2 separate regions of the Mus musculus genome follow, and region 2 is linked to region 1. Evidence: chromatin contacts called from public Hi-C data. All regions are on one chromosome and are shown on one strand. The core of a region is the stretch at or near the end of the contact, and the rest is flanking DNA. Distances in the headings are between cores, read along the strand shown. Region 1 has its middle 130 kb from the start of Hira. Region 2 overlaps Gm35545 (a long non-coding RNA gene).

Region 1 (2,786 bases), core at 74-2,573:
CTGTCTTGTTTTCAATGTAACACCAAATACAGAGTTCTTCTAGTAAATATGTGAACAGACAGGAAATACATGTTTGTCTAGTGTTAACTGACCTAGAGCAAAAAGACTAAAAGATATAAAATTTCTTTCCCATAGTTTGCCAAAAATATGATGTTATATTTTAATGTAGATAAAAATTAAAAACCAATATAACCTAAATTTCTGCTCCACAGATATCCACAGTGGTTAGCCATAGATGCAGACAATAAGTATAGGCACAGACAAAGGCATACATACACACCTCATATCCATATTCATGAAATTATGTATATGTATACGTATTTATGTGAGACAGATATTGATATATAGTTGATCTTGAATCTGTATGTTTGGATCACCCTCCTGTCTCAGCCTCTCAAGTCCTGGAATTATATTAATAAACCCATGTACCTAGCTCACATCTCACCTTTCAACCTCTTCAAAGTAACACAGTATCCATGCTTTTACAGATGCATTGTCAGCTTTTCTCAAAAAGAGAATAATGATTATTAAATAACCCCATGCTTTTGTTTTATAATTAAACATATTCTTTGAAAAGCTAGAAAACATGTAGAAACAAACTTCAGGGCTGGAGAGATGGCTCAGTAGATAAGAGGATGGGCTGCTCTTTCAGGAGACCTGGATTCAATTCACAGTACCTACATAATAACTCACAAATATAGCTCCAGTTCAGGTGATCCAATGCCTTCTTCTGGACTCTTTGGGCAACACACATGCATATGATACAGACATACTTGTTAACAAAACATCTGTATACATAAAGTTAATTTTTTAATAAAAAATCTAGTTTATCCTAGAAAACACCCTGAAAGTGTGTTGGTGTGGCTCTTTCTAGACTATTCTCTGTAAGAAATAATGTCATTAAACAAAGATGAGATATTGTCCTTCTCACATGCCCATGGGTCCCTCTTCACTGCTGTAGACATCCATCCAGCTCCTTCTCCAAGGCAACTTAGACCCTGTGAAAGTGTATATAATTTTCTTCTTAAAAGTGTACCCTGAGTGGCCAGTGAGATGGCTCAGCAGACTAAACATTCCTTTTAATCCACTTCCTGAGACTCAATGATGAAATAAACTCTAACAAGTCGGTCTTTGGCCCCCACATGATTACTGTGACATACAAGTGGCCCCCAATTTTTCAAACACAAACGCACACACACGAAACAAAATAATAAAAATTTAAAAAGTAAACTCTAGCTTTGAGTCTCCATGTCACTTAGGCCATGTGACATCACCATGATGAAGTCCTGAAAGCAGAATTTCTGGTCATGAGGAGGAAGTCCCAATCTGTGGACACAGGAGATAAAGTTATGAAGGACTGAAATCATGTGTCATTTTCATAGAATTTCAAGTAACTGGGGTTTTTGTGCTTGTTCACTCAGTTATTCATTTCTTTCCAGGTTAGGAAATAGAGATAGAACTCCATAGTTCTGATCCAGTCAACTCCTCTCTGGTACCCTGCTAACATGCAAAGTGACAAGTGGTTGATTCTAAAACTTCATTTGCCCTGCACTTCCAAGATTTTAATATTAAAGGCTGAGCTTGGAATATGAGGATGAAGCCAGATAGAAGGCAGCATCAGGCCTTAGGACTATTGCTTGGATTTTGAAAGGATGTAATGTAGACTTGATAGTCCTACCTATGAGAGACACATTCAACTACAATCAAAATGGCCTTTTCCTTCTCGAGGGCCACACCTGGTTCTGTTTGTCATGCTTTGCTTACCATCAGCTTGGTTTCACTTCTGTTTATTTCTCTCTTTTTGTGACCTTGAGTTTTTGTTTCAGTCAACACAGAACTAACTTTAGCTTGGGGATTTCCAAAGTGGCCAACAGAAATCTTGTTGAGTAAAGCTAGAAAAAGCAAATAGGTCTACCCCTACACACACACACACACACACACACACACACACACACACACTTTGTCCTATCTCTCATTTTATCCTCTGCAACTGAGGCATTTCTATCTTACCAGGCCTAGATCCTACCTCCACAATCAACCCTACCCTATAACAATTCTATGATTTCCAAGATATATGAGATCTGGGGATCTTTCTGACATCCTCATTGGGAAAACTGGGAGGGTGGTGCTCAAAGAAGGAATGTTAATAGTTAAAGGTCATAAAAAAAAATCAGAGAACAGGTCTAGGCAGTGTCCTAGGTGATTATAATAGTGGCTGGGATTAGTAAGGGGCCCCATATGTCAAGCACAATGCAGATAACATCTCTTTCAATCTCCAAATCCATCCTCTGGGACTTATTCTTAATCAAAACCTCATACAGAAGAGGCAACAGATTTAACAATAGAAAGTGAGTAGCTTAGATAGGGTCAAGAGCTGATGAACTTGGAGCAGTATATATCTCTGGATGTCCACCAACACCTTCTACAGAAATAACGGTCCTCCAGACTGTCCTGAACTCTCTGCTGATGACCTTCCACACATTTGACAATTTATTTAGTTTACTACAAGCCATACTACCTGTAGCTCAGACCCTATGAACATCTGATCTTGTAGCTATTTAATTTCTACACCCTTGAAATGACATAAGGCTCTTCATGGTATTTTCATGGTAGATGAAAATAACCTCCATGTGAGCATGTCCATTGTCCAGAAGTGGGTAGCACTCTACACTAAACACCTTGTGTGACCACAGGTATATATATCTTATTTTCCTGGATGTTTACCTGACTCATCAGATAGATATAAGGGCCTGGGCTAGAAGTCAAAATACTTGGGAGTTAATTTT
Region 2 (2,835 bases), core at 177-2,676, 240 kb before region 1:
ATGGTACAGCACTAGAATATTCTGTGACACAAAACTTAAATGAAAAAAACATAGTTTTTATTATATAATAGAAAGTTACAGTGTCAATAAGAAAAATACAGTACATGTACACAAACATTGAAGTGGGTCAAATGCTCCAATTGTAGGTAAATATTAACTATAATTAACAAAATAATTATCAAAGACAGAGGGAGGGAGGGACCTGGGTGAGATGGGGGGAGGGGAAAAGGGCAATTATCAGGTATAGGGGAGACAGGAGAGAAGTCCAAAAAAACCAGAAGAATGAATGAAAATATGGAGCCATGGAGGGTGGTTGCAGGAGAACCTATAGGAAGTCCTATAAACCTGGGATGTGAGAGGCTCACAGGAATTGATCCTACCTGACATGTCCAACAGTGGGGAGAAGATACCACTTCCATTAGTTATACAGGGCACCCACTGGAAGGATGGGGACAACAACTCACCTTCAACTTTTTTGATGCAGAATTGTTCCTATCTAAAAGAAATGTCGGGATACAAATGGAGCAGAGTTTGTAGTAAAGGCTATCCAGTGCCTTGCCCAACTTAGGATCCATCCCATAGGCAGGCATAAAATCCTGACACTATTATGAATGCCATGTTGTGCTTGCAGACTTGAGCCTAGCACTGCTGTCCTCTGAGAGGCTCTACTGGAAACTGACTGAAGCAGATACAGATAATTACAGCCAAATATTTGCCTGAGTTTGGGAACTCTGGAAGAGTTAAGGAAAGGAATGAAAGAAATGAAGGGAATGAAAATCCCATACATAGGAAGACTAACAGTGTCAACTAACATGGGCCCTGGGAACTTCCTAAGAGTAATCACAAACCAAAGATTATAGCAGAGGTGCTCTGATGCCCCAGGCACATATGTAGAAGAGTACTGCCTTGTCTAGTCTCAGTGTGAGAAGATGGGTCTTATCATGTAGAGACTTGATGCCACAGTGAAGGGGGTATTGGTGGCAATGTGGATCTCCTTCTCGGAGGTGAGGGGGAGGTAGGATGGGGTGAAGAACTCTGGAAAAGCAAACCAGGAGGGGACAACTTTGGAATGTAATTAAATAATATTAATTTTTAAAAAGGTTTTTCAACTTGAAAAAAATCACAGAATCCTATAAAGATGAAAATTACAGTTATTTTTGATTCAGAGAAAAATTACTTGGGATCACAAATACATAAAGTCAATAAATCAAAGAAAATTAATGAGTAGAATTTTAACATATAACAAAAATAAGTTAGCATTTTTAAGAGAAACTAAAGATCCTATAATAGGGGAAGTGAAAATATGCAAAAGATATTTCATGCATATTATGAAGAACGTATTCATGATCCAGCAGGGGACACTGTGTACTTCTCAGAAATTGGCAAGTTATGAAGTTGACTCCTGACTCACATGTAATATCCTGCATCAAGCTCAGTGGTCAGAATTAGAGAATACAAAACTGCAAGTGTTTCCTCAAAGTTGTGCAACCTCCCTGAGAGTAGGGTTGTCTCTTTGCCTGGAAAGATCTAATGTAGTAATAGTGGTGATAGTAAAATGCTAATGATATACCAAATCACCATGTGCCAAATAACCTAAGAACTCCCTAGTGCTGCAGCATCTGTGAGTCCTGGAAATCTCTGGAAACATTACAGCATGGGCTGGATGCTGATTGATTTTCCCAGATTTCCTCTATCTCGGTCAGGTTTTATGGCAAATAAAGATGCATGCCTTTGGAATGACCTGTTTCATTCTTTGACTCGTTCTTAACAGCTATTTCTCTTCAGAATCTCCTCCCCAAGCAAGAAATAAACATTTACTTGAAACTTGGAATGATCACTGTTCTTTGATAGTGTGATCCACTATCAGGTTCTGTAGCCATTGTATTGTTGACACTCCAGAGAAAAGAAGGTGAAGGGAACTACTTGTTTTCATTTGTGTTCTAGTTAAAGTAATACAAGGAAAGATTTTGTCAACTATTTTGGTAGAGGTTTTTAAAAGTACAGATTTCAAACATGTTAATTTTCCCTTAGATATGTTTGTTTGTAATACTAGAGTTAAAAGGTCTCAAGAAAGAATCATTATCAGTTATATTCTTTATACAACTAGATCAAAATGAAGTAACTACTCATTCTTAATTTGTTATTTTACAAGTCTTCATTTAATGGCAATGCAAATCCATTGTATAGTTTTAAAAGGCTATGAAATAATTTCTTCTTTGATATTAGGTAAGAAATTTCCCCCTAAATAAGATATGCTGAAATGATAAGTCTGAGTACCACAGGATATAATCTCTTTTATGAATTGTAAATACCACTAGAGTTTCCAGGAGTCAGATGAGGTTATGCTGAACCACTGAGTTCCCCATGCCTTTACTAGATGCCTATGAGAACACATGGATGTAACAATAGACTACCATGTGAAGAACAGTCTGGATACTGACTTTGAAACTGCTGACCAACGATCGCCTAAGATTGTCCACAAATAATTGAGTCACAGAAGAGAAGGAAAAGGTGCAGTGTGGCGCTTAATTCAGCATGTACATTTTGCAAATCTGTCCAGCAGAAATCATTGTGAGATAACACAGTTCACTCTTATTGACTCATACAGGTTTTTTTATTGCTTTATTATTTTTATGATGTTGCTGTGATCCCATGAAACAAACAAACCAAGTAATCATTTGTAAAGTATTTCTGAATTGTCACACATTTCTTTCATCTTGACACAATATCTTATCCCCAAGGACATTGAGACATTAAGTCATATTTCTAGTTTTAGGATTGCAATGAATCTCTAAACTTAAACAATTTCTGGTCTTAAATCAAAATTAAAGTATA

The links. Hi-C and Micro-C count contacts between places; a contact is called where the count stands out from the background.
Region 2: a contact with region 1 is called in a Hi-C map of B cells, with 5 times the contacts expected there. The contact joins two enhancer-like sites. A contact is called at or near these places in 1 of 39 promoter capture datasets (the C10 cell line), 1 of 15 datasets of contacts at CTCF or cohesin (pro-B cells), 18 of 484 Hi-C or Micro-C datasets (B cells, centroblasts, centrocytes and 7 more) and 6 of 115 datasets of contacts at active chromatin or transcription factors (the 230-238 cell line, bone marrow-derived dendritic cells, epiblast stem cells and 3 more).

Annotation. Positions count from the first base shown.
Region 1 is chr16:19,006,493-19,009,278 of GRCm38.p6, reverse strand. No RefSeq gene overlaps it. Among named protein-coding and RNA genes, the nearest start is that of Hira, 130 kb to the right of the region's middle. Within about 2 kb of position 1,323, at least 27 of the 459 cell types and tissues checked have an H3K27ac peak or open chromatin away from gene starts, as enhancers often do. A contact at or near this core is called in B cells, where this site is marked.
Region 2 is chr16:19,244,597-19,247,431 of GRCm38.p6, reverse strand. Gm35545 (a long non-coding RNA gene) reads right to left here. Exons shown (of 6, transcript XR_875946.3): 6 at 2,254-2,835. It also overlaps Igl. Among named protein-coding and RNA genes, the nearest start is that of Gm35545, 28 kb to the right of the region's middle. Within about 2 kb of position 1,426, at least 10 of the 459 cell types and tissues checked have an H3K27ac peak or open chromatin away from gene starts, as enhancers often do. A contact at or near this core is called in B cells, where this site is marked.